Regions from separate parts of the Danio rerio genome. Here region 1 is linked to region 2. A link is a contact called in public HiChIP or PLAC-seq data. All regions are on one chromosome and are shown on one strand. The core of a region is the stretch at or near the end of the contact, and the rest is flanking DNA. Distances in the headings are between cores, read along the strand shown.

Evidence for each region. HiChIP or PLAC-seq counts read pairs in DNA pulled down with a chosen protein or histone mark.
Region 1: an H3K4me3 HiChIP or PLAC-seq map of embryo shows a contact between it and region 2, with 2.2 times the contacts expected there. The contact joins the promoter of zmpste24 here to the promoter of peli1b in region 2. A contact is called at or near these places in 2 of 4 datasets of contacts at active chromatin or transcription factors (embryo and gastrula embryo).

Annotation. Positions count from the first base shown.
Region 1 is chr17:25,986,782-25,991,386 of GRCz12tu, forward strand. zmpste24 (zinc metallopeptidase, STE24 homolog) reads left to right here and starts at 2,247. Exons shown (of 10, transcript NM_199892.1): 1 at 2,247-2,562; 2 at 2,765-2,911; 3 at 3,605-3,691. The coding sequence starts at 2,455. dynlt1a (dynein light chain Tctex-type 1a) reads right to left here and starts at 1,776. Exons shown (of 5, transcript NM_001423210.1): 1 at 1,748-1,776; 2 at 1,536-1,577; 3 at 694-817; 4 at 539-616; 5 at 248-407. The coding sequence starts at 1,771. The coding sequence ends at 337. It overlaps rlf (RLF zinc finger), which reads left to right. Exons shown (of 8, transcript XM_685832.11): 8 at 1-127.
Region 2 is chr17:25,846,049-25,850,573 of GRCz12tu, forward strand. It overlaps peli1b (pellino E3 ubiquitin protein ligase 1b), which reads right to left and starts at 1,938. Exons shown (of 7, transcript NM_001077601.2): 1 at 1,498-1,938.

The DNA.
Region 1 (4,605 bases), core at 997-3,496, 140 kb after region 2:
TTTTTATATCATTGATACAATTTTGGTTCTTTGCTGCCAAGGTTAGGTACCTTGATTGTTAAGTTGTGAATGTTTATATCTGTAAATAAGGTCAAATAAAAAAATGAACAACAAATAATTTCAAAAATGCATGTTCTGTTACTTATTGCATACACAATACACATTTACACTTCTGTAACAAAAGTAATTTTAATTGATTTCACAATCTGGGGTGGTTTATATACACTGATAAAAGAAATGTATAGAGTTAGAATTGCAAATCAAATTTATTTGTGAAACAGATCTAACAAGTACAGCATTGCATAAAATATGTTTGGAATCCTTAGACCTTCATCCTCAAATGGCAAGCCCAAAAACACTAACTATGCAGTAAATGGTTTTATTCTCCCATCGTACTGTGCAGCTCCCTGTGCAAAAAAAACAACAAAAAGAAAAAGAAAAAAAGACCATTTCAATAAATTATTTTCATGCTTGGATTACAATTGTTATTGGAAATGTTGGCGTCTAAAATTCTGATCAATTATACAAATAGCCTTACCATCTGTAGTGTTGTCCCAGAAACACGAGCTGGCAGTGTGTAAACCTGCCCCATTTTTTTGCAATATGATGCATGTCACTGTTTGAACAAACAGAAAACCATGGATTTGGTTCAGGTCCTTTACATAATAACTTATCTAAATATGGTTACCATACCTATGTACTTGAAAGGTTTTCCTAATTTAGTTAGCTGACTCAAGCTTAATTCTGCAATGCTTGACATCCACTGATTAATTTTTTCGTGCTGGTATGAATTGTTTCCAATGGTGGTTTCAACAGTCTGTCATCAAAAGATGTCACAATATTAGGGATTTTTGAAACGTAACATTTACACTTACACGTGCAACAAAAGTTATTACATTTACCCCGGTTTCACAAACAAGGTTTAAGGCTAGTCAAGATTAAATTGCTTGTTTGAGCTTTCTCAACTCAAAATAACTTGCAGTCAGATGTCTTAAAATACGTCAGTGTCTTTTTTTGTCTCCAGGTGCACACCAGTGATATATTTTTCTAAGGCCATTTTTATAAATGTGGCTTAAATAGCCTAATTGAACTAAGCCTTCATCCTGGCTTAATCTAAGCCCTGTTTGTGAAACTAGGCCTTAAAGTTTAGGATTGACTTTAGCCACACACACACACACACACACACACACAAATATATATATATATATATATATATATATATATATATATATATATATATATATATATATATATAGATATGTATGTATGTATGTATATATAGATATATAGATATGTATGTATGTATATATATATATATATAGATATATAGATATATAGATATGTATGTGTATATATATATATATATATATATATATATATATATATATATATATATATATATATATATATATAGATATGTATGTGTGTATATATATATATATATATATATATATATATATATATATATATATATATATATATATATATATATATATATATATATATATATATAAATTGAAATGACATGCGCTTACCTCTTTGATAATAGTGGTAATCTCGTCCACAACAAATGTAGTCTGGAGAATAAATACGTAAGCTAGTTAACGCCTGTACGCAATAGTTATGGCATACAGAACCATGTAAATGTTTTAAATATAGGCCTACAAATATATAGAAGTAGAAATTACAATACGTGTACATAAAACTTTCTTTTTTTCCCTTTTTTTTAAGTATCTGACTTAATCACCTCTTCAGATTGATCCTCGTCCATTGCGCCACTTCTCTGAATGTTTTGTAGTTTCTACGGAGACAAGACTATTGTCATTCCCTCCCTAGATAGTAATCACGGCTTCTAACAACTCGTTGCTACCAAGAAACGGTTTGTTGTCAACCAGGAGTCTTAACAATTTTTAGTTTTGTATTTAAATTTGAACAAGCACACCCAGAAATACACGTATTATAAGATGTCTTATGAATTTAAGTTTTAATCTCTTAGTTGGCTTTATTCGTTTCGTTTAGCGTTTGACATTTAATTAATTGTAGTGTCATATTTAAACGAATATATTGCATATCTGTAGTTGTTTCTATAAATCAAACCGGTTTATCAAACTACAAAATCATTTCATAAATTATAAAAATATAAAAAAATATGTAGAACTACCATAGGGACCAGTTTCATCCGCGTGTTGTGTTTGGTCGAACACAGTTTGGGGTTACACACATTTCACATGAATGGGTAAAGGAAGTGATCGAGCAATGAGTTTACATTATTTTTGCATCTCTACATGTAGTGTTTCAGTATATTGACACGGTTTCCTAAGTTACAAACATCGTGTTGTTAGCTGTGGGTAGGTAGGAAGATTATTGTCTGTCTTGAATGATCAGGATCTGCTGTAATACTGCACACCGCCGGGATAGTTAACAGTAGCAACAAATAACTGTCGAGACGTCACAATGCTCCGGGAAATTCTTGCATTATCAGTTGAAGACAAGATATTTTACGCTGTCCTGTTTTTCTCATGGACGGTGTATGTTTGGGAGGCCTACCTCGCCTATAGACAGGTTAGCTTGTGCTTGTTTTGTTCTAGGTTGTGATTGTGGAAAGTCAACAAATGTTTTTCACTTCTGATTCGCTTATTTGTATTTTTGTATTCAAATTCCCGTCAGTGTATAGTCTGTGAAATTGAACTTTGATGCACTAAAATGCTGAGCTAAACCTAAACTGTGTGTAAAAACTTATCTAGACTTGTTTATTTGTTGACAGAGAAAGATCTACAGGGCTACAGTTCATGTGCCCACTGAGCTGGGCAAGATTATGGATTCAGAGACCTTTGAAAAGTCTCGCCTCTATCAGCTGGACAAGAGTAACTTTGGCTTCTGGTCTGGATTATACTCTGAGTTTGAAGGCACGGTGAGCATGAACCCTCCTCCACAGAAATGTATTTATTCATTCTTTTTTCGGCTTAGTCCATTTATTTATCAGGGGTCACCACAGCAGACGGAACCGCCAACTTATCCAGTATATGTTTTACACAGCAGATATCCTCCCAGCTGCAACCCGCCACTGGGAAACACCCATACACACTCATTCACAGACATACACTATGGCCAATTTTAGCTTATTCAATTCACCTATAGTTCATGTCTTTGGACCTGTGGGGGAAACCGGAGCACTCGGAGGAAACTCACACCAACACAGGGAGAATATGCAAACTCCACACAAAAACGCCAACTGACCCAGCCGAGGCTCAAACCAGCGACCTTCTTGCTGTGAGGCGACAGGGCTACCCACTGCCTCACCACGCTACCCCCACAGAAATTCATGTTCAAAATACCCTTATTTAATGAATACTCAGTGTCATTAAATGTGTCGTAGTTTTATCAAGTATGATCCAGAGACTTTTTCGTGTCTTCTGAAAACTTGATATCTGTAGCGTTCAAATGCAAATTTCACATTAATCCTCTGGAGGGAAAATATTGTGGTTCCTTAGTTTTTTTATTTTATTTTTTTAAACCACTTGCTTCTGTCTCTTATCTACTGAGCATGTTTAATCTCTCTCTCTCTCTCTCTCTCTCTCTCTCTCTCTCACACTGTATTGTGTAGCTAATACTGCTCCTTGGTGGAATCCCATTCCTTTGGAAATTATCTGGGCATCTGACAGCTCACTTTGGTTTTGGTCCAGAGTACGAGGTAGGCTTGGTCTCTTACAGTACAGAAGTCAACATTTGAAGTGGATCAAGAAAGTATTTCAAAAGTGTCCTTGAACAAGAATAGGTCTTGTTCATTAAGAACAACTTTTTAAATTATTGTTTATGTTCTTATCCTGATCTCTGTTTATTATTATTATTTTTATTATTATCTAACCAGCAACTTTTTTGTTGTGAGGCGAGATTGCTACCAACTGCACCACTGTGCTGCCCTTGTTTTCTTTATATTTAATTGAATGTTTCATTAGAATGTATTAATTCTGTTGCATTAATAATAAGAGAGATTAGTTAAGGTGCCATACTCTAATTCCCCCAAACATTTTTTTTTCATTCAGTCACTTACATTGGCCACACTACTAAGGCCACACATTAAGGTCAAGGATTAGATGGCAAGCAAACTCAGTTTTTTAACACAAAAGACATTTACGAGAAATCTGGATACCTGTAACCATTGACATCCACAGTATGCAAAAGCACTGCAGTGTTTGTGTGTTCTGTCTTTGTCTGAGGTAAATAGTCTACCTAAATGTGTATGTTCCATAAAAGTATGAAGCTGATCGGTCAGTTCTTGTCATGTGCCTTGCAGTTTTTTATCTGGCAGTGCCTGGAAAATGCGAGCATGTGCAATATGCAAAAGATGCAATATGTTAACGGCCCCATAAGCAGCTACACTTCTCTTCACATTCAGAAGATGCCTTCACTCCCAATCCTGCACAAAAATTTAGTTTATCCTGTTTATCCTGAAACAAAATACACCCAACTCTGGCAATCAGCATGTCTGATTAAAAAGATTAAAAAGAATAATGATCTCGGAGACTTTGATATACCCTGACTGTTGTTTCTGGTCAGTAGTTGTGAGAAATTACTAAAAGCGGTCCATGAAAAAAGAATGTATCA
Region 2 (4,525 bases), core at 688-3,187:
TGCTATGCGGACTGTCGCTGATTCGATCCCAGCTCAGAGTGGAATGGGTGCAGTAGGATCAGTGGGGTTACAATTATGTGAAATGATACTTCAAATTCATTGCTTTCTCTGCTTAACACATTGACATTACATAACAAAATATCTATTTCGGTATTGTCCAGAACATTGAATAAGCATTGGTTACATGTGTCAAAGAACAAAAGAAAGGCTCTCAAGAGGAGTACATACAAATGTCACATCATTTTGATTTTCCAGGCAAAATGGCACTAGTTATTTAGCGCAAGGACTCAACAGTGTCAATAAAAAATTTAATATACACAATATTTTACATACAAACTCTTAAATCCAATGTTATTTCAGATAAATAATTTTGAAGTCCCTGTATATGTATGCAAAGTATTTTTTTGTTTGACACTATTACATGTGACTAAAGATTATATTAGCCTCATGGTAAAGTATCAAGCATGTCAATTCATAAATATGGAACTATACGCACGGTTAAAATAAAAATTTTGTACAACGTTTCCATATACCTGACATAATATTCCAATCCAAATGGTATACTTTTAAACATAAAAGTTTCCAATTTCAGGAATATCATTAATGTGATAGAAGAAACAATGGAGTGACAGTAAGTTTTGTATGAAAGCATGTTAATTCATCTGTTGATGTAATAAATAATTCAGATGTAGCAGCACCGGCTGGTACCAAAAAAAGGGGGGGTGATTGACATCATGACGTCAGCAAGGCAAAGGGACAAAGGCCACATTGGGTCGGACCAGATGCTCGGTCTGCCTATGCAAATGACTCTGAACGTTTAAATACATCAGCAAAGAACAATGACACGTCTGTAACGAGCCCACAAAAGCCAATGCAAATTGTGCTCGTAAAATATATGGAGTGCACTGCTTTCTCAATTAGCATAATTCCCCATTGTCTAACTCTAAATGAAAAAGGAAGGCTTCGTGTCATTTACTGGACTTGACAAACAATACAGACTAGAATACGTTATTCTTGAACATGTCGACTAAGCAGGAACAATTGAAAAGTTGGATCAATAGAGTCAAAGCAATCACATTTTTGCATGTATCTGACAAAACAACTTCGAGAAGTGTCAACTAACAAAACGACAATTCTTTATCATATCATTAGATGTAAAAGTTATGTCAGTTAAGGACATTTACAGTATGCAGAGCTTTTAGAAAAGTAGAACCATATATCATATAACAAATATCCAATGGCTGTATATTTAAGAAAATAAAACAATAAACAGACACAATACATGAATAGTAAATGAATATACAGAATGCTGAAACATATTTTAATGTTCACTCATAAAGATGAAACTAGCCTAAACATGATGACTAGAATATTTACAAACAAACACATCATAACAATAACACTGCAGGAAAACAACTCAGATTCACATAGAAAACAACCATTGTTCTACAAAACAAAAGCATATTGCTCATTTTCTAGGTAAATTGAGGTACTCACGGCGGTGTTGGTGTGTTTTTCTGAGGCACGAACAAAGAGCTGCTCCGTTAGCACAGGTTAAGCTACAACTGCTATCTGGCTAAACAAATTACTAAACAAAATAAAAAAACAAGACAGAATATAACGGAAAGACAGGATAAAGAGGGTTTCTGTGAAGACAAGAGAAGCTAACGTTAACTTGCTAACAAAAGCAGGTGTTTTGAGTTCTCTGTCAATGTTCAAATAAAAATATTCTCCCTGCCGTTGTATGTAACGTTAACTGTGATCCCGCACAGTGTCGAGCTCGGAAGAAGAGCAGAGGATTGATATTTTTATAAAAAGGCTATAAAACGGTGCTGTCCGCCGCTGCTTCTAGAGAGACTGTAAACAGACGGTGGTGTTTTGTGTTATAGTGCCTCCAGACTAGATGAGGGGAGAAAAACCTGCCGCGTCACAGATCGGTGAGTTGGGTGTTGTGGGTAATGTAGTTCTGAGCAAAGAGCCTGTCCCATCAAAGGCGTGTCACTGGGTCAGTACAGTAGATCTCATATTTAAGCTGAATGCACGCCCATAGAAGACAATAACTGATTTGAGCTCTTTTTTCAAGATATAAATGTATGTATCATCACATGTCATCATCAAAATATGCACAAGAAGAATCTAATCAGTTGCTGTAAACCAGAGATGCAGGGCCCCCTGGCCAAAGTTGCCACATGGTAACCTTTGACATGGCCCACCATCCCATTTGAAAAGAGAGAAAAGAGATCGTTATTTCAATTTTAACGTAACCCTTGTTTCTTAGTTTTATTGCTGAGCTTCAAAAAATCCAACTGAAATTTAATGTTTCAATAAAATGTTGTAAATGAATCAGACTTTTAAAATGTAAAAGCTGTCACTTGACAAAAAGCAATGCACAAAATATTAGCAAGCAAATCAAGGCAAAGGCAGGAGCAGGTCGACTAGTGTTTTGCATTGAACTCCATTGTGTTATACCACATGGAAAGAACCTATATGAAGATATATGCGCATATATAAAACCTATATGCAGTATATGTGCACATATATGATAATATATACGCTGCATATATATGTATATATGCCACATAGGCAAAATTAAGGTGCATATACTGTATGTGCACATACAGGCCATACAGGTCTCCTGTATTGCTTCTTTATATCCACATGTAAGCCCTATATGTACAAATAAGATATGTCTCCTATTTAGCTCATATTTCACTTAGTCATACATGATGCCTAGCTCATATTTTCTATTAAAAGAAAATGCAAAAGAGTTGTATATGCGAACACTTGAAATTGGTATCACATGTAATTGGCATGTTATGGAATTTAACTATGGCAAATAAGTAAGACTATGACCGTTTTCACACATTATTTGTACATATATGTACAAATAATAAAGGAAAATGGCCAATTTTATATATGTTACATATATTAAAAACCTATATCAAAACCTATATTTAAACATATATGTTTAGGTTCTTCCCGTGTAGGATCAATGGGATTGTTTACTTTTTTACTGTAATCTGTTCATTATGAAATGTAAAAAATATATATACTGCATTAGCTAATATAATTTAAAGCAACATTTTCTAGTAATTTTTAAATATTTGGTAAAAAAATTAAGAAATTGCATAGCAAATTTAATGTAATATGGTGTGATATTCGGTTTTGTTTATACTTGGCCCACATCCCTCAATCAAGTTTGGTTTTTGGCCCTTTATATGCAAAGGTTTGGTGTAGACCTTTCATGGAGTGTAAAATGGTTTAAAATAAGACAAAACAAGCATTAAAAAGCTAAATCAATACAATTCATTAAATTTGATTGATCCCTGTGAAACCTTACATTTAATTGCACAAATAAAAAATAAAATAAAAATAAATAAAAACTAAAATAAAGATGGAAATGTACAAGAATTAGACTTGTTTTGTTCAGAAATCTGAACTGAGTCTTGTTTGCCCTGATTAACTAGTCATTAAAGGCATTGTGTGGTTTCCTGTTTTTCGACACTACGTTTTTTGGCATGTCTGGAAAGGAAAATGATACATGACTCAGTAATCAAGAAGCTGTATGTCACCTTTAACAACAAAAAGTGTTAGTCAATGTTTAGTGAACAGTCAGAATGTTCTGGAATAGTATTTTTAAGGGTCATGGATGAATGGTTAAAATAAATATCAGGTCCAGTCTATTTTATTATCTTTTCAAAAGCAATGATTAGAAAAGACCATGTAGACAAAATAAATCTCATCTCAAATCTTTTCAAGAGGATAGATGCATCCAGAGACATGTAGTTTTCATTATTTAAAGATTCAACACAGACACCATTTCATATTAACATGAAAAGTATCTAATTAGTTATGCGTTTAAACCGAAAAGAATATACAACATATAATCTTCCAGATTCTGAGTGAAGTTTCCTCTGTACATGAAATGTATCAAAAACCTTTTGGTGATACAGATTTTAATAAAATACTGTCAGACTATCTAATCCTTAATTTTATTCATTGACTTCTTCTACGGTGCACCATACATCTGTAAGCAAGTGTTCACTAGAAATATACATAATTTTATAGTTTTTCATATTTTGTAATTCATGTTTTCCCTTATTATGCTTTTGAACTGCATCATGGGATCCCCAGTACTTTTTATTTAATTATTTTTTTTTTCAGCTTAGTCCCTTTATTAACCCGGGGTCACCACCGCGGAATGAACTGCCAACTTATCATTTGTTTTACTTAGCGGATGCTCTTCCAGCTGCAACCCATCACTAGGAAACATCTATACACATTCATTCAAACACATACGTACAGACAATTTAGCCTACCCAATTCACCTTTAGCGCATGTCTTTGAACTGTGGGGGAAACCGCCGGTTTCACAGAAAAAAAATGCAAACTCTACACAGAAACGGCAATTGACCCAGCCAAGGCTCGAACCAGCGACCTCCACTGTGCCACCTACTTTTTATTTTACATTTTTAATTCACTCTCAGTTTTCTTCAGATTAGTCTCTGATTCATTAGGTGCTGCTA